Linked DNA regions of Mus musculus: all the other regions are linked to region 1. The links are chromatin contacts, called in public HiCAR-type, HiChIP or PLAC-seq and promoter capture Hi-C maps. All regions are on one chromosome and are shown on one strand. Each heading gives the region's core, a stretch centred on a gene start, on an enhancer-like site or on the middle of the called end of the contact. The rest is flanking DNA. Distances are from core to core; before and after follow the strand shown. Region 1 holds the start of Aebp2 (AE binding protein 2). Region 2 holds the start of Strap (serine/threonine kinase receptor associated protein). Region 3 holds the start of Dera (deoxyribose-phosphate aldolase (putative)). Region 4 holds the start of Mgst1 (microsomal glutathione S-transferase 1). Region 5 holds the start of C2cd5 (C2 calcium-dependent domain containing 5). Region 6 holds the start of Lmo3 (LIM domain only 3). Region 7 holds the start of Sult6b2 (sulfotransferase family 6B, member 2).

Region 1 (4,407 bases), core at 1,097-3,596:
CCACCCCAGGTTTCCACTAACAGCGCTGCTCAACACAGTGATCTCCATTTCTCCCGAGGACATCCTGGCTTTGCCTGTTTGGCAGAGTTGGTGCCTGGAACAGCAGAGCCAAATGTAAGAAGGCAAAGGGGCAAGGTGTTAGGTGTGAGGGATAGAATCAGTGACCGTATTAGTACTGTAGTTGGTGTGTTTGAGGACGGTGCCTAAACCGATACATTTTATAAAGTATAAACAGTGGACAACTGATAAATAGGCATGCAAGAGAGTTGGGGTCACAACGAAAGAGAGCATCATTACAACTGAAGGGACCAGACAAGGCAACCACTCTGGATCAAGAGGGTGTGCTCCTGAGACCGCACACACAACTCTAACTCAGGTGGTGGCTGTGTGTTTCCCCACTGGCTGGGCTCCCACCTTACAATTTTATTCAGTTGGCCAATCTGGAAAGATCATCACCCAGGAAACTGAGGAAGAGGGTCCAAGGAGAAAAAGGTCAAGGCTCCAGGCCACCAAGTTTCTAGAATAGAGCCATGGGCCTTTATTTAAACAAAGGTTTACAGGGTGGGGAGGATTAGAATATTTGCATAATATTCTTAGAAGGTGGGGGGAGATAAAAAGATTTGAATTTCCTCTGCTAGGTCAGTCCTAATTTCTAATGTGCCTTAGAGCAGCTGCCACATACACTGAGTCATGCTTTATTCCAGTCCAGTTTGGTGATCCTCAGTCTACAATCCAGGATGACAACACATTCCTGATCTATCTGCAAGAATGACTCTGAAAGTTAGAGTTTGAGGTTAACGCCTGCCAGTGTAGCTACATTGTATATTATCATTTTAATTTTTGCTTTTCCTTGAGGAAACTTTTCTTTTCTTTTTCTTTTTTCTTTTCTTTTCTTTTTTTTTTTTTTTTTTTTTTGAGGATGTTTCCTTCCACTGGGGGAACATTACGTGTGATAGTATGTATCCAAAGGTTAAGGCTGCAACTGTACACTAAGATATTTGTGGGGCGGTTTCCTTGTGGCCCACACTAGTTGGCCTCAAAGTTGCAACAATCCCTTCTAGCCTCATACTACATGTTGTTTCTTTTATTATGTTTATTTTTTAAATTAGGGCAGTGAATTCTAGAAACATGAAAATACTCCACCTGGGGGATCTCTCTCTCTCTCTCTCTTTGTGTGTGAAGATCTACTAAGAATGAATGAGGGAATGCTCTCTGAGACTGCTTCCCCACTCCAGAGCATCAGATGTGCCCCGGAGTCAGGGTGTGATGTGGGCTGCTCACCAGCCTTCCTCATAAACTCCAGGTCTTTATTTTACAAAAAGCTTATTTACAAAGCATTCCCTTACCGAGAAGTTCAGGAAGATGCAATGCTTCCCTAGCTGTAAAGGGAAGGTTTGACTCTTGCCTGGGGATAGGGAGGAGCCTTTCATTAGTAGGAGTAGTAACCTCTTCCCTGCTTTCTTCTTCACACCCTCCCTTTTTGTGAGGCAGGATTTCAGTTTGGCCTGGAACTCGCTATATAGATCAGGCTGGCCTCGGAATCTCGGAGACCCTCCTGCCTCGGCCACCCTAGGGCTGGGGTTAAAGGTGTGCCTTTTAGGTGAGGTACCTGTGTGCACCACCCACCAGACTGGGAGGGAGGCCGGGAGATGTGGTCAGAGCTGCTGGGATTAGACAGTTGTGAGCCGCCTTGTGGGTGCTGCAAACCGACCGCCGGCTCCTCTGGAAGAGCGGTTAGAGCCCTCAACGGCCAGCGCTACACCCCAAGAACTCAGCCTGCCTACAAGTGTCACCCCAGATTTTATTAGAAGCTCCAGGACTTAAAACCTGCGAGGATCTCGAGCCAAAGCAACGCCCGCCTCGTCTGAGCTGCCCTCCTTGGGTCATTGGGACATCGGGACAGGTAAGCAAGCCTGGCTTGCGAGTCAAGCCTCTGCCTCCGCGGTGTGGACATCGGCTCGGCGCTTCAAAAACAAAAAACAAAAAAAAACCGATTTATCGAACTTTCTGCACATGTCTGAGACCTGTCTTTTGAGTATGGCAAGCGCTCAGACGGCCAGACACTTGCTCCACTTACGGCTTCCTTCTACAGGACACCACCTCCCCCGCAAACCACACACACACACTCTCTCTCTCTCTCTCTCTCTCTCTCTCTCTCTCTCTCTCTCTCTCTCTGAGCCGATGCTTCTCCTTCTCTCTGTAGAAGTCCAGGGCTGTGAAAATCCCCACCGACTTCGGGTTTCGAGGGCTCGTCCCGCCTCCGCCCGGAGCGGGAAGGCGTGGGAAGGCCCAAAGAAACTCTGGAGGGGCGGGGCCGCCGCGGCGCGCAGGCGCGCTGCCTCCTCCGCGTGAGTGCGCGCGTTCCGGCGCGTGTCCCCGCGCGGGCTCCGTAGCGCGTGTGCAGCCTGACGCAGCCCCGCGGGCCCTCCTCCCGCTCTGCGGCGGCCGCGCGGAGTTTGGGGCGTGCGGGCGCGGAGCGGGGGGTGGCGGGGGCGAGGAGGCGGCGGCGAGAGGAGGCGGAGGAGCAGCAGGCGCCGCCATGGCCGCCGCGCTCGCCGACATGGCCGACCTGGAGGAGCTCTCCCGCCTCAGCCCGCTGTCCCCCGGCAGCCCCGGGCCCGCGGCGCGCGGCCGGGCCGAGCCGCCGGAGGAAGAGGAGGAGGAGGATGACGAGGAGGCGGAGGCAGAGGCGGTGGCCGCGCTGCTGTTGAACGGGGGAGCGGGCGGCGGCGCGGGGGGCGGCGAGGCGGAGACCATGTCGGAGCCGAGCCCCGAGAGCGCCAGCCAGGCGGGCGGGGACGAGGACGAGGACGAGGAGGACGACGAGGACGAGGGCAGCAGCAGCGGCGGCGCGGAGGAGGAGAGCAGCGCCGAGAGCCTGGTGGGCAGCAGCAGCGGCGGCTGCAGCGGCGACGAGACGCGCTCGCTGAGCCCGGGCGCGGCGAGCAGCAGCAGCGGCGATGGGGACGGGAAGGAGGGCCTGGAGGAGCCCAAGGGACCGCGGGGCGGCCCGGGCGGCCCGGGCAGCAGCGGTGGCGGTAGCAGCAGCAGTAGCGTGGTGTCGAGCGGCGGCGACGAGGGCTACGGCACCGGGGGAGGCGGGAGCAGCGCGACCTCCGGGGGCCGGCGGGGCAGCCTGGAGATGTCGTCCGACGGGGAGCCGCTGAGCCGCATGGACTCGGAGGACAGGTCAGTGCGCCGCCAAGGGGACCCTTCCCGGACCTCGACGAGGGGGACTCAGGGGACTTCTTCCTGATTCGAGGGGACTCTGCGTGGATCCCGTCTAGGGGACTCCTCCCGGACCCCACAGAGGGGACCTAGGGGACTCCTCTTGGACTCCATTGAGCTGACTTCCTTGCCCGATCCCCTCCCATCTCCTGGACCCTTTGGCCCAGCGCGGGGCGGGGGGCGGGGGGGACCCTTCTAGCAGCGATCCCTTGCTCTGTAGATTCCCGGGCTCCGCCGAGGGGACCGAGGGGACTTTCTCGCCGCAGTCCTTTCCGTTTCTTGCTTCTCCTTCCCTGCCCCGCCCGCCTGCCCACCTTGGGAACGGCTTCGCCGGAATCTCCCCTGCCCCAGACTCTGGGACCCCAGACCTGGGGACTTTCTCTCCGGGATCTCCCGCCCCCTGATTCTCAGCCCCTCCCCCCCAGATCTCAACTTGGAAATCCCGGGCGGCCGCCGCGCCCCTCTTGCCGCTGAGCGGCTTCCAACTCCTCACCATCCCCCCTCAACTCTCCTTTCCCCACCCTCCTTTCCTCGGCGCGCGGTTCTCCTTTCGGATCGAAGGACGACTCTGTCCCGGAGACAGCCCCCCCAAAATGGCCCAGACGCCCCAGCCGAGCTCCAGAGGCCCTTGATGTACACCTCGGTACACAAGGTTAGCTTCGTGCATCGGTGTTCGGGAACACTTGTCAGAACTGCAATTGACAAGTGTTTTCCAATATGGCTGGTCTCCTGGAACTCACAGAACTAACTTGTGCAGGGAGGAGACCCCCACCCCTGGCTTTGCTTTACTTTTAAAAAGAACTGCTGGTCCGTTATGTGTAATCTCTGCTTCTCAGATCCCTCACATCTGTCAGTTATATCATCTCAGGGGATTTGAGTTTTGGTCATCAAATCTGAGGGACCAAGTTTAAAACACAGAAAGAGCATTGTGGAAAGGAACAGTAGATTTGAATTGATGTCCTTTACAGTTGCTTTGCTGAATCGGAAATAATTGGGAGTCACAAGATACAGGCGTGCAGGTTTAAAAAAGTAGACTGTGGCTTACAAAAGCACCATTATATATACAGTGGTACTAAGATGTGGGAGTCACATCCCCCGTGGTGACTTTTTTTTTGCAGTCATGTATGGGGAGGTATCTGGAGTAATTGCCACTGTTCTAGATAGTACATTTAAGAAATG
Region 2 (4,407 bases), core at 1,332-3,831, 2.9 Mb before region 1:
CATTAATCCTTTACTTAATCTCCTGCTGTTTTAGGGTGAGATGCTAAGTGCCTAAGACTGCAGTCTCTGGTCTCAGAGGAACACAGAAGGCAGGTCAGCTACAGTAGCGTAGTAACTTAGAATAGTAAACTTTTTATTACTATACAGAAACCCTAAATATCTTGTAAGATAAAGTCTTACCCCTGTATTTCCTAAGACAAAGTCAGGAGCCATAATAGGACAAGCTATTAACTAGCAGGTGATCTTCCTGAGATGGTCGGCCTCGGATTAATCTGTACCTCCTAAGACAAAGTCTTACCCTCTGCTGCCTCAAGAAGAACCAACAAGAAAGAAGATCCCACCAGGGCTGGCCCCTGGCAGAATTTCAGTCTTCTCCAAGAGCATCCTCAATTATAGGCAGAATTCTAAAATAGCCCTTAAGAGTCCAGCCCCAAGCACAGATGCTCTGTACAGTCTGCCTGTACCTTTGAGTGTGGGTAGCCTGGGATGCCTATGGTGGCATAATCACTATTTGGATGAGGTAGCCTCATATGACCAGGGCCTGGGGAAGATATTCCTGTGGTTTGACATAAGCTCAATGTCACAGGTCACAAAGAGGCATTTCTGCTATCCACGAGTAGGAAGTACCGTGCCATGCTGTGAGCATGCACACACAGGCTTCATCTTTTTTTTTTAACTTTAGCAATCACAGTAAAAACGTGTGGAGGAGCTTATACTGCCATATAAGATGTGTGTGTGTGTGTGTGTGTGTGTGTGTGTGTGTGAGAGAGAGAGAGAGAGAGAGAGAGAGAGAGAGAGAGAGCTTACATTTCCCTGCTCTATTTCAAAGACTTATTAGGCCTTTTCATTTCTCCTGCTTCCCTGTACTCTCACCTGCAGACAGAACCTTCCGTTACAACAAACCCCCCAGGAGACACTAGAGTCACAGCCTTAGAGGTAATGGCTATGCTTAGCACCTTGATTTGATCTGCAATCATCAAAATACTACTCTATTCCGTAACCGTGAACAATGACTATATATCAAGAAAAAAAAATAAAAGCAGAATAAAATAGGGCTTTAAAGAAGCCCTAACAGATGACCAAATCCCAAAGGTATGATTAACAATGAGCATAATAAGATCCCAAATTAATAATCATGGTGTGTGAATAGTTTATCTATCATGAAGTAGGCATCCACCTTCATTTATTTTCAGATAGCCTATTTGTGGAATTTCTTTCACAGTGATCTACAGAGCATTTTTGCCACCCATAGATCTCTTCATGTAGAGAGGATTTGTGTCACTTCTACAGTGTCTATTATAATGCCAACATATGCTTGATATGCACTTTAAAAGTAGTGTGTGCATGTGTGGTAGGCAGAAGTCAGTCTTAGGAGCCCCAGGAGCCATTCACTGTTAGGTTCCAGGCTGATACAAGAGGCTTTCAGAAAGGGGAAAGGGGATACCAACTCTATGCCTTTGACCAGGGTCAGACATAGCAAAGTCTGGAACCAGGCCCCCCAGAGTTAAGATTTCAGTCTGTGAGAACGTGACTTTTCCTCCTAAAGAGACTGGAGTAGTCAGTCCCAGGCCAGTGTGTGCTTGGTCTGTGGCACACATGAAGTATTCTGTGTTCCTTTTGTGCAACACTGCTTGGTTAGCTTTCTGATGACTTCGTCCCACTGTATGATAGGTTTTTCTGTTCCATTTTCCCCATACAAACAGTATATAAGATGCTGTACATCTTAATAAATTAGCTTAGCATAAGACATAGTTTTAGGGAAAACCTCCTGACCCCAACTTTCCTGTCTTCTTTATTTCTGATCCGTTCGGTCCCTCCTCTCAGGAGCCTCTCAGTGAAGAATGGCTCACTGGTCCAGATGCATCTACACTCTTTTGTTTTTGAGATGTTTTTCACTCATACTTGGAACTCACTGATTGCTATGCTGGCTGGCAGGGATTGGTATCTTTTCAGTGCTGCATTCCAAGCATGTATCACACCATGTATAGCTTTTTTTTTTTTTTTGTCGGTACTGGGTATCACACTTCATGCTTACATGGCAAGAACTTTAGCCCAGTAGACTGGGGTCTCTCCCTCCCCAGCCGCAGTGATAGTTGCTAGAGCCACTGAAAGAGCCCTTATCAGTTAGGTTGTCACGGATCCTTGCTGAGCACTAAGTGAATATTTCCCACTTGCAAATAAGCATTTGCTGGCCATCCACTAAACGCCAGTCACTTATCTGTCACCAGGATATAAATGTTGTTAGCATAACCACTCTATTAGGGAAGTCATTACTGTTTGTGAGTTGTGACGGTGTATGCCGGGAGGGGGGTGGGAAGGAGAGCGACAGAATGGTTGCTACTGGGTAGGCAGTTAGATGTGAGATGATTATGGAAAAGTGTGTCTGTAGCTTAGCAATGAGAAGGTTACAACTCTACAACAGCATCCTACAAGGGACGGACTCGGCGGCTCCCAACACTGGGTAGCAACGGGACGCCGCGCGCTTGACGTCGTCAGAGCAGCATGGGTTCGGTCTCCGAGCTCGCGCCTGCGCACACTGCTTCTCGCGCTGCTGCTGGGAACTACCGCCTTCCCGCCAGTCGTCACTTCCGGCTGACGCGACGCGTCGGGCGACGTCACGTCCTGCCGCTACCGGTAGGGACCGTGAGTGGCGGCAGGCCGGCTCTCCGGCGCTCCCCTCCCCTCCTCCCTCCCTCCCTGTCCCTCCCTTGGCGGCCGCGAGTCGCGGGGACTCTGGAGCCGGCCTCCTTCGGCGTGAGTGCGGGGGCCTCAAGCAGCCTGAGGCGCCGCGGCAGAGAAGGAGGACGACCGCGACCCTCGGTCCCCGCTCCGCGTCACCGCGCTCGCCGCCGCCATGGCCATGAGGCAGACGCCGCTCACTTGCTCGGGCCACACGCGGCCCGTGGTGGATTTGGCCTTCAGCGGCATCACGCCTTACGGCTACTTTCTGATCAGCGCTTGCAAAGGTGAGCTGAGCCCGCGACGGCCGCGGCTCCCGAGTGCCGACGGGTGGGTGGGTCGTGGCTGCCAGCGACAGCCATCGCGCTGCTGGGACTAGAGGGTCGCCCCTGGCCGGGCTTTATGCGTCCCTCCTCCCCACCGTTGTTAGTGCTCCCCAACACCTCGCCTTTCTACCCACACAACTACATTGTGTTTGCCAAGGATTTACGGGAAGAAGAAATTAGGCCAGGCCGAGAGGAGTGCCCTTTATGTCCTCTCACTCATTGTTTCATCCTTTGTGGTGTGAGCCTCATTTTTTTTTTTCCCCGACGAAAGTGTACGTTAGGTTTATGTGGTCCAAAGTAAAAAGCGGCTATCTAGATCGTTTTGACACCGCATGTCACTGGCATCCAGCCCACGGTTTTTCAGAAGTTTTTATTTATGTGTGCCTGTGTTGTCTCTATGCATGCTTGTACCTGTGTGAAGGGGTGCCCCAAGAGGAAGGCATCAGATTGTCCAGAGCCGGAGTTAGAGGCTGTTGTCAGCCTCCGTGTGGGCGCTGGGAATCGGAATCAGGTCTTGTGGAAGAGCGTTTCCCAGGTCTTTATAGTTGCTTTGTAATCCGAGTTTGCAAAGGTGATGAGGGAGGCCTCTCATTCGGTCCCAAAATTGCTTATGCTTCCCAGGAAGAGTGGCTACAACTCCTTAGTCCCTAGGTCACTGAGACCATATGCACAGACCAGGATGGGGACACCCTCCCCCACGCCCCCACGGCTTAATGGGAGTAGGGGGGAGCAGTCAGAACAACGGTTTTCCAGTAGTTTGCTGCTCAGGATTTGGTATTACGTTGCATGCTTCTAAATCACAGATGTCTGAAAATATTTTCTAGATGGCAAGCCCATGCTCCGCCAGGGAGATACAGGAGACTGGATTGGAACATTTTTGGGTCATAAAGGTGCTGTTTGGGGTGCAACATTGAATAAGGATGCCACCAAAGCTGCGACAGCAGCTGCAGACTTCACAGCGTAAGTGTAACAAAAATGGCTAACTTCATTCTGTTTGAATTTTGTGGTGACATGGCCAGATTCTCCAACTTCACAGTTAGACATGAGGTTCTGACTCCGAGGATGCTATAGACAGTACATGGTGTTTGATCTCACCACGATTCTGTCCTGGCTCTCTGAGCATCCTTGTGACTTGAGATGTTTCAAGGACTGATGTCTCTCTCATCGAGACCAGGAACGTGGTGAGCTATACAGCTTGGACAATGGGTGCTGCTGATGTCCTTCACAGATAGTCTTGAACACTTAGTGAGTGCTATACAGTGATGTCTCCAGGCACCTTTTCACTCAGCTTTATTACTGGCTCTAGATAATCTAAAACCGGACCTCAAATTTACTTTCTGTTTTCTATGGTTTTAAAGATGGCTGTCTGAAAGATTCTTAATTTTCATTAGATCCTCATTTT
Region 3 (4,407 bases), core at 1,172-3,671, 2.9 Mb before region 1:
CCTCAGCTAAACCTGTTCTCAGCTTCCTTAGTGACTGACGCTACCTTAAATTCAGGTGCTCACATGAAAAGGCATGGATGACCCCACGTGTGTGTTTGATTCCTACACGTGGCTGTGTGCTTTTCCTGGAAGCTCCCTTCTGTTAATCCTTCCTTGTGCTGCCCATGGTTCTTGGATGTTGCTGTCTCCCACCTCCCGCCTTTGCCTGGTTCTCAGCCTTGCAATCTACACTGTAGGAAAGGCTTTAGAATATGAACCAGGAGGTTGGGACACTTGTGGGTGCTGGTAGATAATTCTTTGACAGTGTGCCAATTTTCTCATAGCCTGCTGAAACTTTCAGTGGGGCTGAAACTTCCAAGTAAAGTGGGGACTGGCGAGTCAGCCTAGTCAGTGAAGGGTGTGCTGTGCATGTTCCAGCATCCGAGTTTGCTTTCCCAGCAGCCACGTGTAAAGTCAGACATGGTAGTGCATATGTGTGCACTTAATGAACATGGCCAGGCCACACGAGATAGCTACATATTAGGTAGGATTGCTTGGTCATTGTGACTAGGTTAATTCTATAGGTTTCTCCATTGAGACATGAATATTTTGGCTATGCGTGATGTTGGCGTTCTTGGTGATCTAGATGGTTTCAGATAAGCTCCAGGTTTTTAGTGCTTGCTCCAAGTTTTGCAAGGTTAAGTGAAAATAACAGTGGCATTATGAATATGGCCTAGACATACATCCAAAATATTTAGAAGTAGCTGTGTGTGGACCAGACTAGATGGCAGCTCAGTAGGGAAATAAGCAGGTTTCTATCTAGCAGAGTAATTGTGTATCTGACACCACATTAATAACTTACATTTATCATGGCCTCAGGTATTTACAAACTACAACTTTGCATACAAACCTATTTTGATCACCCAGTTTTGCAGTAAGTAGACTTATGTCCTAGAACCTTCTAGTCACTAAGAATTGAATTACAAATAGTTTGAGCTCATTAGAGACCTGTTTACCAGATTGCTGCTTAATTCTCAAAATTTGAGTCTCTGGGTATATGTACATCTCTGGCAGGACTTTCCTGAGATGAAAGAACTAGAGCAATTGATTCACTAGAGAAACTTGTAGTTCAGACAAACTTGTAGCTCAGCAGAGATGGTCCATGTGAGTACAGATACAGTGGCTCACCCCCTAGACTGTGAACCTGGAGTAATTCAGAGAAACCAGGCTGAGAAAAATCATCACTGAATCTCAACTTTAGAAAGCAAAGAAATTGTCGCGATCCTTTCTTACAGATAAGGAAAATGAAGTTCACAAAGGCCAGTAGTGTGTCCTAGGTTACATGCTCAATTATTCACAGAACTAAGGCCAGTAGTGTGTCCTAGGTTACATACTCAATTATTCACAGAACTAAGTTAAAAAAATTCTTTTCAGGCCTGAAGAGGGAACTGAGCAGTTGAGAGTGCTTGCGCTTCTTAACACTTAAGTATGGTTCCCAGCTCCTGACTAACTCTTGGTCCAGAGTGGCCTGGCCTGGCCTTTGCACATACCTGAACACATGTGCTATGCACACATATGTGTGTAGACACAAAAATGAAAATACTATATTTTCTAAATGAAAGAAGCTGGACCTTTTATTGAATGTAGCATCTGCCTGTAATCCCAGCAATGGGGATCTGGGGTCTGGGGCAGGAGATTCAACACAGCAACCTCTTGTCCAACCGTGATTACAAAGCAAACTGTCTTAAAAACAAAACGAAAGGGCTGGAGAGATGCTCAGCGGTAAGAGCACTGACTGCTCTTCCAGAAATCCTACGTTCAATTCTCAGCAACCACATGGTGGCTCACAACCATCTGTAATGGCGATCTAATGCCCTCTTTTGGTGTGTCTGAAGACAGCTACAGTGTACTCATATACATAAAATAAATCTTAAAAAAAAAAAAAACAAAAATAAGAAACCGAGTCTTCCTAAGCTTATGTCCTAGCTGCTCTTTCACTGAGTCCAGACTAGAAATTACAGCGCGTTCTAGCTCCTAGACTACCTTGGCTGTCCCCTGAGGGCTCTGGAACACTACCCACAATTCGGGTCCAAGACTACATTGCTCCGCTCATGCAAGAAAGAATCCAGTCCTGCCACTCACATGATCCTACAGCTAAAGTTCCTAAGTCTGATTCTGTCTAGTTCAATTGGCCATGTAAGCATTTAAAAATGGTCTGGGAGACTTCTGGAGCTGGGGAATGCTCAAGTCACAGGCCTGACCTGGAAAGACAGGGAACAGGTAGGGTGATGACCTGGCTGGGCTCCAAGCCCAGGAGCTGGAGAAAAGTTTAAGTGGTACAGGACCGAAGAGGCGTGGCTTTGGTAGGGCGTTGCAAAAGGGGCGTGGCTCTGGGCGGGGACTTGACAGGAAGGAGGAAGGCCAGGCCCGTGTGGCGACCTGGAGCAAGGGTTGGCTTTCAGCGGTGGCCACAATGGCTGCTCACTGCCGGGGCACAGAGCTCGGTAAGGGCCAGCGGGTTGCGCTCCCCTTCGCCAGGTTGGGGGTGGGGGTGCCCAGGGCGATCCCCGGAGGGCGGAGACCTGAACTGAGGCAGAACTCGGGGACAGCCCTGTCGCCAGGCTCTATGCAGTCTTAACCCTTTAAGCGGAAGCAAGGAAGGGTTAATTAGATCTTTGCACTATGTAGCTCTGTGGTCGCAGTAAACCAACCCGAGTGAAAAGCCTGCCGGGTACTTGTGTGCCATTCATTTACTGCCGGACTCACGTAGCCATTCCCAAAGTTGGCTGTGCTGGTGGTCATCGCCGTCTGCTAAAAATGATTTTAAATGCTTAGACAAAATGTTCTTTTTAAAACTATTTTTCACCTTATTGATACTAGTTCAGATATTTCTGGGAAAAAAAATTAAAAGTCTGTAATTCAAACGTAGCAAAAACGTGACTGAGCCAAATGTCAATGACTTAACTTTGCATAATAGATTGTTTGCTTTGTATCCTGGACCCTCTTAGGTGTGTGATTTTGGGTAAATTACTCACTCTGTGCTTATATACCGGCATCTGTAAAGTAGTTATTTATTAGGAAGCTACTTCTGTCTGAAGGTGGTTTGGATAGTGTGAGGAGGGGATACTTGGAGCCGCTGGTATATTTCTCTGCACTTAGTGTTGAATAAGCAACGATAATGAGCGCACTAAGTTCTTTTCATAGGGACTGATTTTGAGTGGCTGTGAGTGATACACAGGGTTACTCTTTTCAGAAGGGACTTGCCAGTCTAGACTTTAGAAGTGTTTAGAATTGCATGCTTGACAGGTAGTCTCTGTACCAGGTTAATGGCACTTTAGTCCCTCTCTCCAACAGAGCCTTACACTTTATCCCTGCAGTGTAAACTTTAGCAGTGACCCTGGAAGATGGACTAAGGGCTGAAGATGAAGCTAGTCTGCATCTTTGTACAAGGTCGAGGATGTAACATAATTCCCCCCCCCCCCCAACAGCTCTTTTAAAGTTTCAAATTTTCCTTTCAGGAGATGCAATTAAGCCAATTTTACTCCCCCCCCCCCCCCCCGCCCCCAGCCCCTAGGTTTCTCTGTGTAGCTCTACACTGTCCTGGAACTCACTCTATAGACCAGGCTGGCCTGGAACTCAGAAATCCACCTGCCTCTGCCTCCCAAGTGCTGGGATTAAAGGCGTACGCCACCACTGTCCGGCCATTTTTACTTTCTTAAAGTGTAAGTCCTGGGCTGGGTGCTATTGCACACACCTGTAACCCCAGCATCAGTTGTGTGTCAGGTTAGCCTGGACTATATAGAAAGAGCTTTCTTAAAAAGCCATCAAAACACTACCTTTCCCGTGTTGCAAAGTAACAGTGTAGACATTAACAGCTGCTATTTAGAGTAATAGTTAATGTGCACTCACACCTCCATGTATAGATTATATTTTCCTTACTGTTCTTGTTATAATCACATAGATTGCAAGAGTTTTTGTGTGCTGTGGTATTAATCCTTAGGCGTGACACAGCTGTAATCTAATCTGCTAAAGTAAATCACGTGAATTATATATGTACTATGAAAAAAATTGTTCTGTATTAATTTCAACATTGCTTTAATTGATGAGTTTTGTGGTTTTTTGCTGATTAAAGACATCTTAATGTTTTTAATGAGTACTACTTTTTAAAAAGAAATTAGCGTTATTTAAACACATTTGTATTAAAAAATTTTTAGGAAAATGCAGTTATCACCAGGGAGATTGTAGAATTCATTAGTCATTGTTATTTACAATTTTTTTCATTTTATTTTTATTTTATGTGTGAGATTTTGCCTGTACACGGTCTGTTTACCATTACACGTGCAATGCCTGTTGAGGCCAGAAGAGGGCATCCAATCCCCTGGGATTGGATTTCAGATGGTCTATGGCTGCCATGTGGGAGTTGAACTC
Region 4 (4,407 bases), core at 1,098-3,597, 2.5 Mb before region 1:
TTCTTGGGTTAATATCTAGGAACAGTCTTTCTGGGATATAAATTTGTTTATATTTCTGAGAAACATAGAGACAGTTTTCCCAGCGGCATGGGATTCAGTAAGATATTCAATATCCTCTGCCACGTTGTGTTTAATTGTGACTGAATTGTACTGTCCCCCTGTTTAATGCATGTAAAGTTTCACTGAGAAAAGTGTTTCTCTCAAGCAAGTGGCCATAACAAGCAGGAAAGGTAGAAGGTAAAGCAGGTGTACATGCTAGAGAATGACCATCCCTCTGCATGCTTTATCTGCCACAAAAACACACACATGCACACACACATGTACACACACAGACACAGACACACACAGACACACACAGGCACACACAGACACACACAGGCACACACACACACACACACACACACACACACACACACACACACTGTTTTTCTAGTTACCAGAGGACTATTTGTCTTAAAGTTTGGAGGGAGTTTCTCTGAGAGATTTTTTCCCCCCTTAGGGTTAAAAGGGTGATAAGGAGAAAGGTTAAAAATTGGAATCCTTTTTACTCAAACTAAGACAAGCTAAACAATAATACTTATCCTTTTCAGTCATCTAAAGCACACCGAGGATGCAAGAGGAAGGGAAAAGCTGTGCTTGCACCCACAACGCTGGGGTATAGCCCCCCTTTAGCTTTAAACTTCATCATCAAACCAAGTATCTTGCATTCACTAAAGTGTTTGCTGAATTAAATCTATTACAAGCAAATGCTCATATTATACTAAAGACAGCAACAGATCTTTCTGCTATATGCACACGTAAAATCACATTTACCAGATGGTCAATAATTAGTAGGGCGTTACAGCAGAAACCCTTTATGTATTGATTAACTAGCCGATAGTTTGGACAAAGTTCAATGAGATCATTAGATGACTGAGATGCTCTTTGTAAAAGTGTGCCCTTGTTTTCCCACTGGCTTTCCGAAGATAAGAGTTAAGAATTTTTGTGCACCTTTCTGTGTAATCTTGCCTTCAGGATTTGTGCTGTCTTCCTTGGTGTAAATGAAGAGCTCTTTAAGTCCTTGCAGTACTAACCGCTCTCAAGGAAATTCAGAAAGCTCTGCTCCACTGCACTCAGTGTTCTGGTGTGGCCCCAGAGAGGAACTGAACAATGTTTTCAACTGAAATGAAAAGGTCGACCAAACACTCTTTTCAGATGTTCTACCAATCATGCCTTTAAAGAAACCATCTTCAGGACTGACTGACTTCAGCTTGGGTCAGCACATTGCTTCTTAATTCCTTTTAGTTTTTGGAAGGGATATAAAATAGAACTGTCTACTGAATCTTGAAAGTCAGAATCAGAGTGGGTCCTGGTGAGAAAAATCTTAGCCCTTGGGGGCTGAGGCAGGAATGGTCATAAGTTTGTGTACAGACTAGTGTGTACCACGCGTTCCAGACAGGGCTAAGTAACAAAATCCTCTCTAAAACGACAAATAAAACCAAACCAAAGAGGCACCCAGCTAAAACTCAGAAAATTAAGTGGTTCATACTGAAGAAGGAGGAGGAAGAAGACGAAGAGGAGGAAAATGAAGAAATAAAAAAGAGAATAATCGTGTAAAAGAAAGGAAGGAATAGAAAGAAAGGAAGAAAGAAAGAGAGAGAGAGAGGGAAGGAGGACAGGAGGGAGGAGGACAGAAGGGAGGGAGGGAGGGAGGGAGGGAAGAAAAGAAAAGAAAGGAAAAGAAAAGAAAAGAAAAGAAAAGAAAAGAAAAGGAAAGAAAAGAAAAGAAAAGAGAAAGACTGATTGATTCTCAGAGCAATGTGGGGCACAGGTGTAAACTGGTAAAGTTCCCGAGTGAAATGTTGCAGATGGGAACTTATCAACCTTAGAGCTCTCAGAGCTGGAGCTTGGCCATTACTGTGGGGCTCTGTGATGTGCAATAGCTTTGATGTTGCCCTAACGACCCTGCCCCCTTGCAACACTTTCCTAAGTCACTGTGAAACAAGTTAGTTGCCTAACAGACTCATAATTTCGCAGGTTTCACTTTGCACCCTGAAGGTATTCACAGCAATAGAGCCCCTCCCCCGAGATTTACATTTCCTTAAAACATTTTCTTTTTAGGTTTTCCAAATTCAACACTAAGGTCTTTTTGTTTCCAGCGACATAAAAGTTAGCAACCCCTTCCTTGCTTCCCTTCTTCCGGAGCCGGAACAGAACTGCCAAGATCCTTAGCAGAGAAAGACCCTCACCAGCCACAGCAGTTTCGGGGCGATTCAGGGGTGGGATTTGGCAAGCTCCGAAGGCGGGGCTTGGCACGGTCAGGAGGCGGGGTGATTAATAGAAAAATAGCCTGAAAAAGGGCGGTGCCAGCGCGGGTCCTGTTGGTGAAAAGTCCCAGAAGTGCACAGGCTCGGCAGGACAACTTGCAGCCCTTCTCCCTGGATTCAGGTGGGTGCTGCGCACGGCCACGGTGCTGCTCCCAGGCTAGGAGTGGGTGGGTGCAAGGGGCCGGTGGGTGGCAGGTGTAAGGCTAGAGAGTGGCTGTGCCTGTTTGAAAAGCCTTTGTTCCCTTTAGTTGTTTAAATGACCACCCCCCGCCCCCATTTTTGTGGCCCGCTCTAAATGAGAATTGTGCTTTTCTGTTCCTGCATTAAGTTTTCCTTTCTCAAACTCCAAGAAGAAACTTGGGAGCACGAGTCTTTTCATGTTTAAGAGATGGTTTTCTTATTTCTTATTTTCAAGCCCAAGTAGCATTCCCTTTGAAAGGGTCTCTTGATCTTGAGGGGAGGGGAAAAAAAATACATGCAAGTTGTAACAAGATGAGAAGTCACTGCGGTTTCAGCAACTTCTGTCCTTTCCCAGGGAGTAAAACCCTACAGTGTCCCGGGTGACTTGGACATGCAGGCCTTTCAACTTGTTGAAAAGTTGTTTGCTTTTCTAGATTCTCCTGTGGTAGGCAAGAGAAATCTCTACAAGTCTTTACACTGGTACTTTTGATATCATATGACTTACAGACTTAGCAGAGCAGCAGAGCGTGCTCTGTTGTGACTGTAGCCTGATGACCAAAGACCTGAGGGCGCAGCCCTTGGGCAGCTACTCCCCAGAGCCGCCCTCCCCTGTGGCCACTGTAGTCTGGCCCCACTGAGGCTGTAGGGAAGGTGCCTGGGACTCTGATCATGTGTGTATTTCTGTTCTTCCTCTGTTGCAGCCCTCTTTTCTGTCCTCACAACAAATGTGTTTGCTGCTTTCGATCCATTGAAAATTGAAGAGTCATGGCCTTGTGGCTGTGTGCCCAGATTTTCCAAGTTTCACAATACTGATGCAGATAGGGCAAACAGTTTTGAGAAGAAAAGAACTTTGCTTTTTCTTGGCTGAGGGCCCATGAGGAGAAAGAGGAGTATTTCTCAACTGCAGATAGCACTGGGGCAAAATATGACAACAGGAGTTACAGGAGAAGCTTCCAGGAAATGAGAAAACAGCACCCCACAATTCCTAGAATGGAATTGTGAGTCCAGGAACTATACAGGTCGGCGATGACAGGGCTCCAGAGACAGGCAGGTGGGGTCTCCAGTCTCCATTGTACCACCTGGCCTTATTTATACCCTACTCAAGCTTCTTTCCTTCAAAGTAGAAGAAAATGGTTTCTGTGTCGGAGTCTTTCATCCCAAGCTGTTTTCAGTCAACTGGTGGGCATCCCTTTGCTCTCTCCTGACAGGCATCCTGGGTAGGTGAAGAGACCCTTGTGTGATGGTGATTGTCCCGGGAGAGGGAGGGCCTAGGGCTTAGAGGGTGGACTAGCAGGCCAGGCACTGAGCTACAAACACTTTGGAAAACAGAACCCCACTGTTTTAGGATCTTGAGAGAAAGGTTTAGCCATCAGAACCTGAGACTTGACACTTGGCCACTTTTGTTATCCGCAGCTTCCGGCTGCGATGAGGTCATAGCAAACTGTAGGTAGTACCCTCTACTGCTGCATCTTCTACAGGCCTCAAGTTCTGGTCCCCTTAGGGTTGAGGGTAAGAGGCTCATCAGCCTTGGCAGGGTTGATGTTCTAGCTCCTGGGCTTGGAGTAGGGAGTCTAGACATTGAGCAACTCTGGAGTTTCTGAGTTCAGCATCGGAGTTTCTACCTTTGGCTCTTATTGTCTTTCTCACCTCTATTTTACCTCCTTTCTGCCCCAGTTGCCCCTAGCACCCCTCCGCTGTCCTTCCATGGCTTTTGTCCTGCTGCCTTGGGACTCAGTGTTCTTCCTTGGCTTCTCAGGCAGGTCGCTATGCTAGTGATGAACAGCACATGAAGTCAAGAAACTGGATGTGAGGATGTAGGCTTGGAACCCTAGCCCTTGAGAGGCTGGGGTAGGCATGCAGTGAGTTTGAGGCTAATCTGGGCTACATTGTGAGACTCGATCTCAAACGATCACATGTACAC
Region 5 (4,407 bases), core at 626-3,125, 2.5 Mb after region 1:
TGATCTTTACCACTTTCTAGTGCATTTTTTTATGGCACCCATAACAATTTTTTCCTAATTTGCATTATCTACTTCGTAAATTCTGTACTTTTAAAATGTCTTAGTCACCAAAACAAAAGTTCCTTAAAATCAGAAACCAAATTCACCTTGTTCATCATTATACATACATCAACTAAACCAGAATAGCACAGGGCCTAGCAAACAACCATCATTCAAAAATAACATTCAGCACCTTGTCTAGAGAGGTGGGAAAGTTATAATAGAAGAGACTGCTGCTAGGCTGTGGAGATTTACAAGGTAGATCATCGAAGCACATTATTTCTGCCCCTAGGAATCCACTGCCTAACCTGTAAGATGAGGATATGGCTCCTAGTTAGCTTTGCTGTAAAAACTAAGGATTCAAAAGTACAAAACACAAATATCTCAATAATGAAGCTCAATACATATTAGATATTAATATCAGCTGTGTGGATTACTCTCCAGGCTGCCTGAAAGGCAGTACAACTTCAGTTATCATTAGATCTCTGTTGACATCTGGCCCAGGAGCAAACTGCTTTGGGTTTTGTTTTTTGTTTTTTGTTTTTTTTTTTGGGGGGGGGGGGTTAGTTTGGTTTGTGTTTGTTTGTTTCAATAAAAGATGAAGTTGAACTCAACAAATGCCATAAAAATAAATAAAATAAAAAATACAGTGAATTGCAGTTAATTAGGTTCTGGAACGTTTAAGAATATATTGAGTATAAGTATACTGTCATATGTCTTTGAACCCTAAGCATTAATAGCCCAAATGATTATTGCTCTAATGGTCTGCCTCATTATGTCAACTTTTATTACAATTTCTCCTTGGCTTCTTTCAGGTTGTGAGTTATTAACTTCCGGACAGTAGGCCTGTGCTAATTTGCATGACTTTTAAACTAATCATTAGACTTAAAGAGCAATTTTGCAATTGAAACCCATGGCACTTAATTGACTTCCTACCTCGAGGCAATAAATTACCCTGAAACAGCTCACCTCCCTACCAGTCTACACAAGGGCAGCTTTAGTGCTGCTGTTGTGTGTGACTTGCACTGATGATTCAGACGGTGTTGGGGTACGGGTTGGATGTAGTCGCACCGTGGGGCTGTGGGTGTCCCCAGAGGGCTGGCTGCGTGGACTTGCTGCAGCAATGGCCCTTAACCTCCTAACCGCAAACGAGGTCGTGGCGAGCGTCTCCGCTGCCACGCCTCGGACCGGCAGGTGGTCGGACCGACGCCCTGACCGCGAGCTTGGCAGCGGGACGTGTCCAGGACCGATGGCCACATCTCACGGGCTGGGGGCGGGCGGGCATCCCTCCACGGAGCCGGGGACCGCGGGAAGGGCAGGGCTCGGCGCCCCGTGCTCTGGGGGGCAGGACCAGGAACCAACCTCCACGAAGGCATCCGTCAGGTCACTGGCACGGTCCATCACCGGCAAATGGCGACCGGCCACAATTTTCACCTTCAGCTTCCCCGGCATCACGGCGGCTTCGGCCTCTCCTAGGATTCCTGCAGAAACAAACAAGCGAGTCTGCGCCGAGCGAGCGAGCGAGCGCGAGCCCGGGGGGGGGGGGCGCGGGGGCGCGCGGAGAGGCGTCGGGAGCGCGCGCCAACTGACAGCGGAGGGCGCGCGCGCCGCACTCACGCTCTGAGCAGGAACCGAGTCGTCCCGCGCGGCCACCGAGGCCTCATTCCGGAGAAGCAGCCGGAGGAAGGGCGCCGGCCAGCCGTGCTGCCCTACCCCTGACGTGCTGCAGAGAGCCGCCAAGTCCAGTCAGCATCCCGCAAAGCAGGCACCGCGCCCACCCACCTTTCTCCTCCCACCTTCCAAAAATGGCGGCTCGAGGGGCGGGAGCGATCGATCTCTCGGTGCTCTGCCCTGCGGCGGGGCCGATTTGAATTCGCGGGGCCATGGGAGAGGGGCGGGGCTGAGCTGGAGAGCAGGGGAACCGGTCGAGCCCTGCATCATCTACCCAGCCTCGGGTCGGTTAGGTGCAGGAGCCGTGCTGAGGACACGCTCCAGCGCTCTGGGCACCCGGCGCTGGTGACAACCCAGCCGCGCTTCATTTTGTTGGCCCTTGGACAGACTGCTGCTGCCAAGCATACTAGAGGAGTCTACTTTTAGTGTTTCCTGAGACGGCCACCAGGAAGGGGTACTGATGCGAGTAGTGGTTTTCTATGAATTTCAGTAAGAATCCTCTGGTTAGAGTCAGGTGTGGGGACGCACACCTGTCAACCCAGAACTTGGAAAGTGGAGGCAGGAGGATTGCATCGAGTTCTTAGCCAGCCTGGGCAACAGACGAAAAGTTTGGCTCAAAAAAGAAAAAAAAAAAAAAAAAAAAAAAAAAAAAAAAAAAAAAAAGGAAAAGGGACAAAAAATTACACACACGCATCTCAGCTAGTGAAAATAAATATTATTTCTTCAAAGACTTATTTCAGTCACAGGCAATTGTACTGTGTACTGGGTTATAGATGGCACTTCACACTTCCTTATGTCAGTGTGAACTTTGTGTGTCAGTGTGAACTTTCTTTTTTGAGGCAACATCTTGCCTGCTGGCCTCTCCTTGGTATGCAGCCCAGGCTGGCTTTGAATGTGGCAGTCTTCCTGGTGTATTGTCACAAGTGCTAAGGTGATGGGTTTGTGCCTGCACATCCAGCTCTCTAAGTATTAAGCATTCACACGCCTAAAGGAAAGGTCTACAGTGCTGGCTAAAAGTCAGCAAGAAACGAACCTCCAGCGGTACATGTAGTCAGTGTGAGAAATGAGCCCGAAGAAGACCTCACTAGGTCTCTGTAAATTGACCCCACTCTAGATACATCATGAGCCTGTCAAAGTGGGGTATTAGATACTGCTTCAGACTATCAGAAAATGATTGGGGTTGAAGCCCACACACAGGATGGAACAAGAGCACTTCCTACACTATGGCAAACCCAGCATTGGCAATACACTCTGTAGTAAATACTGAAATCAACACTGAAAATGCCAGTGGGAAAAAAATCACAGCACTGAATTTATCAGGAATGGAAAATTCCTAAATGAAGATATCAGCATGGTCTTTTTAACTTCAAAAATACTAAAACAGGATAGAAAAATTACTTGAAGTGGTAATGAACCAGAAACGCCCTTTCAAAAAGAGTCCTCCTGAGAAAGGAATTTTGCCCATGGGCAAAACTGAATTCTTCCAAAGAAAATGTCCTGCTCAAAAGAAGAAAAAGAATAAGTAAAAGATACATTGTTGCATACTGTTTGGACTAGAGAAATTTCCATCCTTGTCAGTAACAATAAGATCACAATCTCACATAATTTCCTTGGACCCACCTGTAGCTTTTTCCTAAGCACCTAAACTATCCTTGCTGAATTCAAGGGTCTACTACAAATCAGTCCATGTTCTTTACATTGTTTTCCCCTTCACTGAACCATTTTATTTAATAAACCATTTTTTAATGAAATCTATATCTAAGATTGTTCTCTCTGCATCTTCTCAACTGTTCCTCATCCTGCTTGGCGGTAGTCTTTGCAGTTTTTGGTCTGATGATAAACTCCTTGCTGAGGTAAATGCCCACACGGACATGTGGGCCGCTGGCCTTTTCTGCTGTCAATTGTGGATGACATTTCCTGTAAACCTGGACTGTCTTGCCAATCAGCTGACCTTTTAAGTGTCCTCACACAACCTGAACTTCATCCTTTGGGATACACAGAGATCAAGCCCCTGCCTCAGATCTTTGGAAAGGGGGATAGAGATGTTGAAATCCCTTTCCCATCGCTCCAGTTAGAAAGAGCTGAAAATAGTGACACGTGTCTTTAATTCCCAGCCCCAGAAAGGCAGAGGAAGGTAGATCTCTGAGTTCAAAGCCAGTCTGGTCTACATTGCAAGTTCCACTTAGGTCAGAGTTACACAGTGAGAAACCGTCTGTCCCTGCAGCTCCCTCCCCACCAGAAAAGAAATTTGCAAAAGTCCTTCAGTTTGTCAGTCACCCACTAGCAATGGTGCCCGAAGACCAGAGCTGCCTTATTATACGGATGGCGGGATAGAGATAGCTTTTTCTAAGGAAAATATATTGCCTTGTTACCAATTCCTCTTTTAAAGTATAAATGCAAAGACCGGAAGAGGGACTGCCGAAACTTCAGGCCCAACCTGGGCTACAGAGTGAGACTCTGTCTCTGAAAAGAAGAAGGCAAGAGTCTGGGGATGTAGCTCAATGGCCAAGCACTTGCTTAGCACAGGAGCCTTTGGGTTCAATCTGCAGAACCACAAACAACAACAACAAACCAAAAAGAGATACAGGAAAATGCAAGAAAACTGAGGCTGAGCGATAATTTTTAATGGGACATAATTCACAGAGTTACAAGGTGTTGTGATGTAGAAAATATTTGCAAATTGTACAATTAGAGGTT
Region 6 (4,407 bases), core at 814-3,313, 2.2 Mb before region 1:
AATCTCCTTGCGGAGTTTATGATCCAACCTTTTGTGGCTGTGTCTTTGCAGCCACGCAGGGGTGGTTTTGCAAAGAATGTACCAGGATTTTTGGCACCTAGCGAGATTAATTGGTCGAAAGCAGCAGTCTTTAAAAGCAGCAGCAACAATATTATTTCATATCTTCCTCAGGAGAAGAACGGGCAGTCTGTGGAGCTAGCCACGAGTGCCTAGCGGCCCGAGAAAGTGCCTCTGTGATAGAAGGTAACCTTACCAAAACTTTTCTCTTGTTTCTGCATGAGTTGACTGAGGCGTGCCTGAGTCGCTGCAGCTTCGCATGGAGCACCAAGCCCGGAGGCAGAGAGTAGAAAAGGGAATCACTCGGATCTGGGGCCCAAGCGTGGATCTGGTGAGCAGCATGCAGGGCCCAGGATCCACTATTGTGAAGCCACTTTGGGAGCTGGGGTCTAGTGGCTAGGGAGGCAGGCAGTGGGGGAAGGGACGAGGGAGCGTGTAAAATGATGGCGAATGACAAAGCCACATGCTTCCCTCACTCTGCCTGTAATCCTAAAATCCCAGCGGCCCCTTTTAGCTTCCTAGTAACAAATGGATTTGATTAAACCGTCACACGCAGTGTTAGCATAGCATATCGTGTTCGGTATGAAAAAGATCATAAATCTGACTTGTGTTTCATAACAGCAATCTGAGTAGCCCCGGTTAAAATGTGCTGAATCTCTCTCTCTCTCTCTCTCTCTCTCTCTCTCTCTCTCTCTCTCTCTCTCTCTCTCTCTCTCCCTGTTAAGATGCAGACACTTGGGTACAAGGAACCTATGTCCACTGAACACGACACAGTCACTTTTGCAACACACAGAAGCAGTGTTTTGATATTAAGGTTGCATTGGGAGAAGCAGGGGTGTAGACAAAAACAAGGTTGTAATTTCAACTCTTTCTTGGGGGTGGCAGGCATACATTTCATCAAGCAGGTGTAGAAAGGTCTGGGAAAATACCCAAGACTGATATCACTTCCCTTAGCCTGGTAGCAACACCCCGCCCCCAACCTTTGCAAACTGTCCCAACCCCTCTTCCAGAGTCAGGGTGTGCGAATGTTGCAGCTCCCAATGAACTTTGTCTATTATGCACTAGACTCCTACTTGAGATGTTGCGTCGCGCTGCAGCCGCGCGCTCCACTCTCTTCCTCCGGCATCCACGTCTTCCGCCCCACATCTATTTCATGTCTCATCACAAAAATAATGATGCCTCCCATGATTTAAACAGAACCAAACAAACACAAAACCCTCTCTGCAGACCTGCAGCCCGGTGAAAGTTGCAGTGGTGGTGGGGATGGTTCGGGTGCAGCTTTACTTTATGCCTTCTTGGGAGAGGATGGGGAAGAAGAAGAAAAAAAAGCCACCCAACATCCGCACACGCACGCGCGCACCAGCAGACATACACAGCACAAATAAGCCGACGCGTGAGTACACAACCCCTGACTTACCTTCTCAATTAAGCGATACAGGGGAGGGTGTTCAATGAGCCCAGCGGCTGCTTGGTAGCGCTTCTCCTTGGGAAAGGTCAAAAAGAAACATTGTTTGAAAAAAAAAAAGGAAAAAAAAAAACCGGGGGGTAGAATCTCTCTCTATATATTTTTTTAAGTTTAAAATAATGAGGTCCTCCAGGATCCGCCAAGTACCAGTGTGGACCGCATGCGAGCCACAGGTGTCCTTCTTTTAGGCAACTGCAGTCCGGGGGATGTCTCTCTTGGTCCTGGCTCCTGACAACTTACCCCAGCAGTGTGCGAGGAGCCCGAGCTGAAGGAAGCCCTGGCTCTCAGCCGCAAAATGCAATCCCTTCCCAGCCAGACATAATACAGCCCAAGAAAAGGTCACCCAGTTATTACAGCGCCTCGGAGCCCAGGCAGCGCCTGTCAGATCCACAGTGAAGGCAGCTCCCTTCCGATTTAAGAGTATTTACCTCTCGCCCCCACCCCTCCCTCTTCTCTCTCTTCCTTCTCTCCCTCCCTCTAGCTGGCTCCCTTGCTCGCTAGCTTGCTTGAGCTCTCTCTCTCTCTCTCTCTCTCTCTCTCTCTCTCTCTCTCTCTCTCTCTCTCTCTCTCTCTCTCTCGCTGTGTCTCTGCTGTCTGTTCCGCAGCTCAGTCAAGTACAGCCGCCCTCGGAAAGTGCAAAAGCAGCCACGAGACAGATCCAGGCTTTGTTGCTAATTTCCCAGGGTGAAAATTGACAAGCCTGGGAGTGCAGTCAGCACAACCCATTGCATATGCTACTGACAAACGCTGGGGACATCCCCTCCCACCCATGCCTATCACACAGAGAATGTGACCTCTGCAGGACTGGACTCTGGAAGGACCCTACCTCCAGGACTCGCCCACAAGAAGAACTGCAAAAGAGCTCCAAAGGAGAAGGGTAGGGCTTCCTAAAATAACGGGGGCATTTTGGAATAGGATGGGGACTATGAAAGCAAATTGCCCTCTAAATCTGTTACTGACAGTGCCAGTGGAGGAAGTTAAAATAAAAGCCAAGGAATCAAAGTGCTACCAGGGAACACTGGAAAACTGCACAGCCCTCCTTTTAGTAAATGTCTGGGGGTGTCTGCAGTTTCCAGGGCTATGAATTCTGTTTAGAAACTCTCTGAAGTCCCTGTGCAGAATGCCTTGTCATGTAAACTCAGGCCAGGCAGTGCCACACACCCTTTCCTCTCTCTCGAATGGCCCCAGGAGTCAGACTGTGAACTTGTACCCCATACCAGGTGCTGAACCCAAAGTGGCCACTGAAACACACTTACTACAGATAGGTGAATACTTGACTTTGAAACCTGCTTCAGTGTTAGTCCCCAGGAAGCTGAGCCAGACTTCCAGGACTAAGCCGGTCCCCTGGCCACTTGCCCACCTACACCCTGCCTTCATACACTTATTTTAAGGCCTGGGTACATCCTTTTATTTTTGCCTCTAAATTTTTCCCATTACTCTTAACCTCTTCCCTGCACTCCGATGCTCTATAGGTCACTGGTAGCTTTAAACCATCTCCTTTTTCTAAGTTTTTAAACTTCAGCTATCGCCCACTTTGGTGTCTCTATCAAGGTCCTCTCAGCATCTCTCACAAAGCCTTGTCAAAAGGTTAAGCTTAAAAATAGTGCCAGTTTGAATGACACTGGATGTGATGCTCTCAGTGCCAAGACAGGATCAATTGTTGAACTACCCACCCACCCCAAAAAAACACTACCCACAAAACACCCTTCAAACAATACAGAAAAACTTTGCTACTTCTGTAACATCAATTTTAATATCTATCTATCTATCTATCTATCTATCTATCTATCTATCCGATCTATCAAATTATATATATATATATATATACATATATATATATACACACACACACACACACACACACACACTAAAGCAGTCCCCCTTGAATATTTATGTTAAATTATGCTTCCCTATATCCAAAGTCCTGGCATAGCCGGTCTAATTTATTTTTTAATCCCAACCTTCAGAAGGCTCCTAAGAAAATAGTAGGTGGCTTGCTTTCTTCTCCCTTTCAAAGACAACAAAACTCAGAACTAACCTGAAAAATACCGAAATTCACAGACAGGAAGATTACTGAGAACCCCTTCAGCTGTTCAGTCTATAAGCAGACTTCTTAAGTTTTGGCTTTTCCTGGCCCTAGTACTCAGGCGTGCGCGCACGCACACACACACACACACACACACACACACACACACACACATCCACACAGCTCCCTGCTTGTCCTACCCCACCCTCCAGCCAGATCTACTCTGAAAACACTCTGGTGTGTGTGTATGTGTGTGTGTGTGTGTGTGTGTGTGTTGCCTGTTATCTTTAGCAGCCAATGTACTGAGAAGAAAAGAGGGAGGGAGGGAGAAGTATGTGTGGGGAAAGGGAGAAATAAAATCAAAACAAATGGCACAGCTAATGAGGACAATTAAATTAATTATGTTCAAGGAGGATGAGGTTTTTTTTCCCTCCAACTGTATGATCTGTTACCCCTCGCTGGCAACTGCTTCTCCGTAATTCATGGCAACTGATGAGTGCATCTATGCAAATCTTTGTTTAAATCATTCAACTAATTAAATGATGGGATTATTCCTCTGCCTACGGTGACATCATTCGCAGTAATTAGTACTCTTTTGGACTGTGGCAGTAAGATCCCCCATATCAACACCAACCTGCAAAGGCATTAACCACTTTGATACCTTAAAAAAGGGCAACTATCCAGAGCTCTAATTGTATCCCATCCCCTTCCTCTCCCCCCATCCTCCTTTTCCTCTCTGGGTTAGCATATACCCCATACTTGTAGAGAGAGAGAGGGAGAGGGAGAGGGGGGGGGTGAAGTTAGTGAATAATATGCTAAACCACATGTGTAAAAGAATAAAATGGAATAGTTAACATTC
Region 7 (4,407 bases), core at 1,107-3,606, 2.2 Mb after region 1:
GTGCTCCCTTCTAGACCCTTCTGCTCACCAGCTCACATGCGTGTTCCCTAATGTGGTTCCCAAAGCCCACAAGCTCTTCTCCGTTTATAGGCTATCTTCTTTCCTCTCAACCACCCCTCCTCCGCAGTTACTCTCCCTTTTTGTCTCCCATGGAACCCAGCCCCTTCCTCTGCTAGAACACACATCAGAACACAGTTACTATGGCATATGTGTGTGTTCACCTCCCCCTTCACCTTTTGAAGAGTGACACATAGATCTCTCTGTATGAGTAGAACAGTATCTGTGCAGACCAAGCACTTAAATCATAAATGTGCGTCGTATTCAGAGAGATAAAAGGCTGATACCATAGACTCTGAAGAAAGCACAGAGTTCTGTTTGAGTTTCAGTGTTTTGGAAGTGGGATGGGGGTGGGGATGGTGTTGTTGTAAATTGAATCTGTTATTATTGTATTTGCACATAATGTGAGGGAGTGAATGTCAGAGGACAACTTTGCACAGTTGATCTTGTCTTCTGCCTTTTTCGGTGCTCCCTGGATCAAATTCATGTGCCCAGGCTAACACAGCGAGTGCTTTAAGCCACGTGCCTGCCATCTGGTTGGCCCGGTGCTCTCATGTTTGTTTGCAATACGGGGGGGGGGGGATTGTTATACATGGGATGACACAGGGGACCGAACCCTGTTTTCCTTTCATGCTACACAAGTGCTCTTCCCTGAGCATCCCTCCCCCACACCCAGCAGAGAATACAACTCCACACTTTGCTGAAGCAAATGATAGCTGTAGCCCAACTTTGCAGCAGAGAAGCTGAAGCTTGGGGGTGGGGGTGGGGGAGGCATTTTGTTAATTGAAGACTATAGCCTCAAGGAGGTTAAATCCGGCTAGTGTCTTATTTCATTGTGATTTCAGTGATGTGTAACATGAACAACTTCATGGCTGAACAATAAATACTCTGTCTTGCTTTCTAAGTTTCATGTTAAGTGTACTTTACAAAGGTCTTTCTTTCTTAGATTTATTTATTTTATTAGTGGGAGTGTTTTGCCTGCAGATGTGTGTGTGTGTGTGTATCTTGTGAGTGCCTGCTGTCTACAGAAGAGGGCATCAGATTCTCTGGGATTGAAATTGAGCAGAGTGTGTGTGTGTGTGTGTGTGTGTGTGTGTGTGTGTGTGTGTGTGTTCTCAAAACCCCTGACCTTTGTGCACTTTGCTTCTTCCCACACTGATGACCCGATCTAACTGGTGACTACACTGCATAACTGACTGGACGTGGCTGCTCGTTGTTGAACACCTTAACTGTAGCCACCGTCTCTATGTGACCACTACTAAGGAAATTGTAGCAGGCAACTGGATGTTACATAACAAACAAAATTATCATAGAACTAAGTCCAAGAAAGTACAGAGTGGCATTACTTACTCAATGACACCCATGGGTGTACAACTCTGTACGAATCGATTCTGAAGTAAAACTTTAGCAGGGAAAGTATTTACGGCTCTTATTAGTGTAGATGAAAAAAGTTATAGACAATTAAGTATGAGCTGAGCAAAGGTTGTTTAGTCATCAGGACGATCTGGGCAAGATACAATGGGAATCTATCACATAGCTATTTTGCTTATTTCATATGATATATCAACATTTGTGCACCTTCATAAATCAAATGAAGAGGAAAACTTTAGCAGAGCTTCAATCATTTCACTTGAGTCTTTTTAAAGTAAGAAATCTAAATCCTTGAAAGTCATCCCCCCACCCCCAAAAAATGTCTGAGATGGAAACAAAAACAATGTTTCCATTACTGTTGCTTCTCTGTATCTTATAGAACACTAAGTAAATGGAAACAATGTTTCTACCTCTTACTGTTGCATCTCTGTATCTTATAGAACACTAAGTAAATGGAAACAATGTTTCTACCTCTTACTGTTGCATCTCTGTATCTTATAGAACACTAAGTAAATGGAAACAATGTTTCTACCTCTTACTGTTGCATCTCTGTATCTTATAGAACACTAAGTAAATGGAAACAATGTTTCTACCTCTTACTGTTGCATCTCTGTATCTTATAGAACACTAAGTAAATGGAAACAATGTTTCTATACCTCTTACTGTTGCATCTCTGTATCTTTTAGTACATTTTAGGGGGAAACTCACCAGATTTTGGGTAGGAAACCAGAAATATGTCATCTTCTCTAGCATCAAAAGAGTCCAAGGAACCAAGGAGTTCTTCTGAAGACATGGTAGAGAAGAAGATGCCCATGTACTTATGGAGGAGACTTGGCTGACTCTGGCATGACATCTTCCACTGACCCTATTAGAGGCTGTATAGTCAGCACAGTCCCTCCACAAGCCACAGACAAACCTGGCCCTTGGTCACAACCTCAGCAGAGTGGCAGAGGAATCTTGGTATCTCCAAGCTGATATTCCATGTGTCTATATATACCTTTTGCAGCTCTCTAGAAGAATAATTTTTAAACCACAACTGAGCCAATGTCTATTATAAAAGTCATGTTATCTGAATTTTTCTGATAACACAGGTTACAAAATGTGTCCTTCCACTCAGTTCAGGCTCATTTGCATAGAAAACTACCAGGCAGCCAGGAGTAATCACTGTGTTAAGATTGTACCACTATCAAATCCTTTGTCCTAAATAGGTAAAGTCTTTAGTCACTACAATGAATTATGTCACTGAAAGTAATTAAGAAAATTGGGTTTCTACAGTATAGGAAGTAGTCAGTATTTAAAGTTTGAGGGGACACAGCAACAGGGAAATAAGAATGTCTCCAGGAATTGGGAAATACTCTTGCGACAGCCTTTATGAGCTGTAGTTTAGAAGAAATACAGTGATAGTCAGAATACCACACTAAAAAGAGATTTCCTGAGAACACATGCAAACAGGAATCTGTAGAGAGAAGGAAGTTAATTCTTATCTCACTCAATTTTAGTCTTGGTTGGTAATATTACAATATTCCAGATTCAATTAGATATAGTAAAGAAATGCTCAGTTATTTCAATGAAACTCAGTTGAAAATTTGGCTTGTCTGACAATGGAAGGAACATTAATGAAGAAATGGACAAAATTTTAATCGAGTGTCAAAAATAGAGGTTATACTGTAGGGAAAATATCTGAAGAAGAAAGATGCCCATGGCAGTAACAGAAACATATACATAGTAACAGATCATATACACAGGAGATGACAGAGAATGCACTAATAGAATAAACACATGAACGGAGGACAGCAATGAAGTGTCCTGGCTTGCTGTGTTCTAGGACAAGCCAACAGAAAGCAGAGCTTGAGGGTGGGCTGCTCACTTGGTGCAGCTACGTAGCATGTAGGAAGCCAGGAATGGATGCCCAGCCACACAGACACAATGTATAGTGGTACAGATCTACAATCCCAGCACCCAGCAGGTGGAGGCAGGAGGATTGGAAATTCAAGGTCCTTTTTAAAAATAAAACTATTGGCAGGATTAATTTTTGATAGCTAATTTTTGCATAACTACCCATTGGCTCCCTTTTAGATACTTATTTTTACGTAATTAAAATATAATTATTTTAAGTCATTTCTCCCCTCCCCCTCCTCCCTCCTACCCCTTGTAGGTCCTCCCCTCCAAAATTCACACTCTCCTCTTCTTTAACTTTGTTGTTATATATACACATAAACATAAATGAATAAATGTACAGTCAGTACTCAGTACAACATGACTCAGTACTGACAGTGTTGCTTGCATGAACATGTTTCTAGGACTAAGCAATCACTCGGTATTGAAGAACCAATCATCAGGGCTCAAAAAGACTAACTCCCTCCCCCCCCCCCCCAACCCCTCAACCCCTTGTTAAACACTCATAGTTCTTTATCAAGGGGGAAGGCCCATGAGATTTCCACCATCTGCACTGGGGTATCAACTGATGCAGAGTCGTTCAGGTCTTGTTTAGGCAGCCATACTGTTGAGATTTGCATGTGTTCAGTTTCCCTAGGATGGCTAGAAAGTACAATCTCACATCAGACCTCCTGCTCAGATCATGCACTCTTCTCTCTTTCTCGATGCAGATCATGCACTCTTCTCTCTTTCTCGATGGCCTCTGAGCCTTGGGTGCAGGGGCTGTGTGCTAGATGTACTCGCCTGTGCTGAGCACCCTGTGGTCTCTTGTTCTCCCTATTTTGACCAACAATGGTTTCTGCAACAGTCTCCATCTGTTGGGAACACAAGCCCTTTGACAACCGGTGAGAGCTACACTCACCTGTGGATACGGGAACAAGTATTTCAGATGCAGTAAAGAATTATGTAATGGGTGGAGTTTCCTCTTTAAGACCCATGACCTCATTAGTTCTGGGTAGTTGAGTAAATTTCTAGTATCAGATGATTTCCTGCCTGTTGAATGGGCTTTAAGTCCAACTAGCCAGCTGTTGGTTATCATCAAGG

What was found. Promoter capture Hi-C pulls out the DNA fragments that hold promoters and counts their contacts. HiCAR-type assays count read pairs that join an accessible place to other places. HiChIP or PLAC-seq counts read pairs in DNA pulled down with a chosen protein or histone mark. Capture Hi-C pulls out chosen DNA fragments and counts their contacts.
Region 2: a promoter capture Hi-C map of liver shows a contact between it and region 1, with 4 times the contacts expected there. The contact joins the promoter of Strap here to the promoter of Aebp2 in region 1. A contact is called at or near these places in 3 of 39 promoter capture datasets (cranial neural crest, hippocampal neurons and pre-B cells), 4 of 115 datasets of contacts at active chromatin or transcription factors (embryonic forebrain, embryonic stem cells, extraembryonic endoderm stem cells and 1 more) and 2 of 9 other capture datasets (adipose tissue and liver).
Region 3: a contact with region 1 is called in a promoter capture Hi-C map of pre-B cells. The contact joins the promoter of Dera here to the promoter of Aebp2 in region 1. A contact is called at or near these places in 2 of 39 promoter capture datasets (hippocampal neurons and pre-B cells), 1 of 484 Hi-C or Micro-C datasets (B cells) and 2 of 115 datasets of contacts at active chromatin or transcription factors (astrocytes and bone marrow-derived dendritic cells).
Region 4: a contact with region 1 is called in a promoter capture Hi-C map of 3T3-L1-derived adipocytes, with 10 times the contacts expected there. The contact joins the promoter of Mgst1 here to the promoter of Aebp2 in region 1. A contact is called at or near these places in 2 of 39 promoter capture datasets (the 3T3-L1 cell line and 3T3-L1-derived adipocytes) and 1 of 115 datasets of contacts at active chromatin or transcription factors (large pre-B cells).
Region 5: a contact with region 1 is called in an H3K27ac HiChIP or PLAC-seq map of embryonic stem cells, with 6 times the contacts expected there. The contact joins the promoter of C2cd5 here to the promoter of Aebp2 in region 1. A contact is called at or near these places in 2 of 39 promoter capture datasets (embryonic stem cells and pre-B cells), 4 of 115 datasets of contacts at active chromatin or transcription factors (embryonic stem cells and large pre-B cells) and 2 of 9 other capture datasets (adipose tissue and liver).
Region 6: a contact with region 1 is called in a HiCAR-type map of astrocytes, with 5 times the contacts expected there. The contact joins the promoter of Lmo3 here to the promoter of Aebp2 in region 1. A contact is called at or near these places in 1 of 39 promoter capture datasets (hippocampal neurons) and 1 of 115 datasets of contacts at active chromatin or transcription factors (astrocytes).
Region 7: a contact with region 1 is called in an H3K27ac HiChIP or PLAC-seq map of bone marrow-derived dendritic cells, with 13 times the contacts expected there. The contact joins the promoter of Sult6b2 here to the promoter of Aebp2 in region 1. A contact is called at or near these places in 2 of 39 promoter capture datasets (the 3T3-L1 cell line and pre-B cells), 3 of 115 datasets of contacts at active chromatin or transcription factors (bone marrow-derived dendritic cells, embryonic stem cells and thymic regulatory T cells) and 1 of 9 other capture datasets (liver).

Annotation. Positions count from the first base shown.
Region 1 is chr6:140,621,156-140,625,562 of GRCm38.p6, forward strand. Aebp2 (AE binding protein 2) reads left to right here and starts at 2,347. Exons shown (of 8, transcript NM_001005605.2): 1 at 2,347-3,189. The coding sequence starts at 2,540.
Region 2 is chr6:137,732,501-137,736,907 of GRCm38.p6, forward strand. Strap (serine/threonine kinase receptor associated protein) reads left to right here and starts at 2,582. Exons shown (of 10, transcript NM_011499.3): 1 at 2,582-2,966; 2 at 3,830-3,965. The coding sequence starts at 2,855.
Region 3 is chr6:137,752,156-137,756,562 of GRCm38.p6, forward strand. Dera (deoxyribose-phosphate aldolase (putative)) reads left to right here and starts at 2,422. Exons shown (of 9, transcript NM_172733.1): 1 at 2,422-2,483. The coding sequence starts at 2,453.
Region 4 is chr6:138,138,180-138,142,586 of GRCm38.p6, forward strand. It overlaps Mgst1 (microsomal glutathione S-transferase 1), which reads left to right and starts at 2,348. Exons shown (of 4, transcript NM_019946.5): 1 at 2,348-2,427.
Region 5 is chr6:143,098,277-143,102,683 of GRCm38.p6, forward strand. It overlaps C2cd5 (C2 calcium-dependent domain containing 5), which reads right to left and starts at 1,876. Exons shown (of 29, transcript NM_001362113.1): 1 at 1,657-1,876; 2 at 1,402-1,520. The coding sequence starts at 1,491.
Region 6 is chr6:138,420,967-138,425,373 of GRCm38.p6, forward strand. Lmo3 (LIM domain only 3) reads right to left here and starts at 2,064. Exons shown (of 4, transcript NM_001356306.1): 1 at 1,475-2,064. A830011K09Rik (RIKEN cDNA A830011K09 gene) reads left to right here and starts at 2,139. Exons shown (of 4, transcript NR_126073.1): 1 at 2,139-2,399.
Region 7 is chr6:142,802,110-142,806,516 of GRCm38.p6, forward strand. Sult6b2 (sulfotransferase family 6B, member 2) reads right to left here and starts at 2,357. Exons shown (of 6, transcript NM_001145390.1): 1 at 2,137-2,357. The coding sequence starts at 2,281.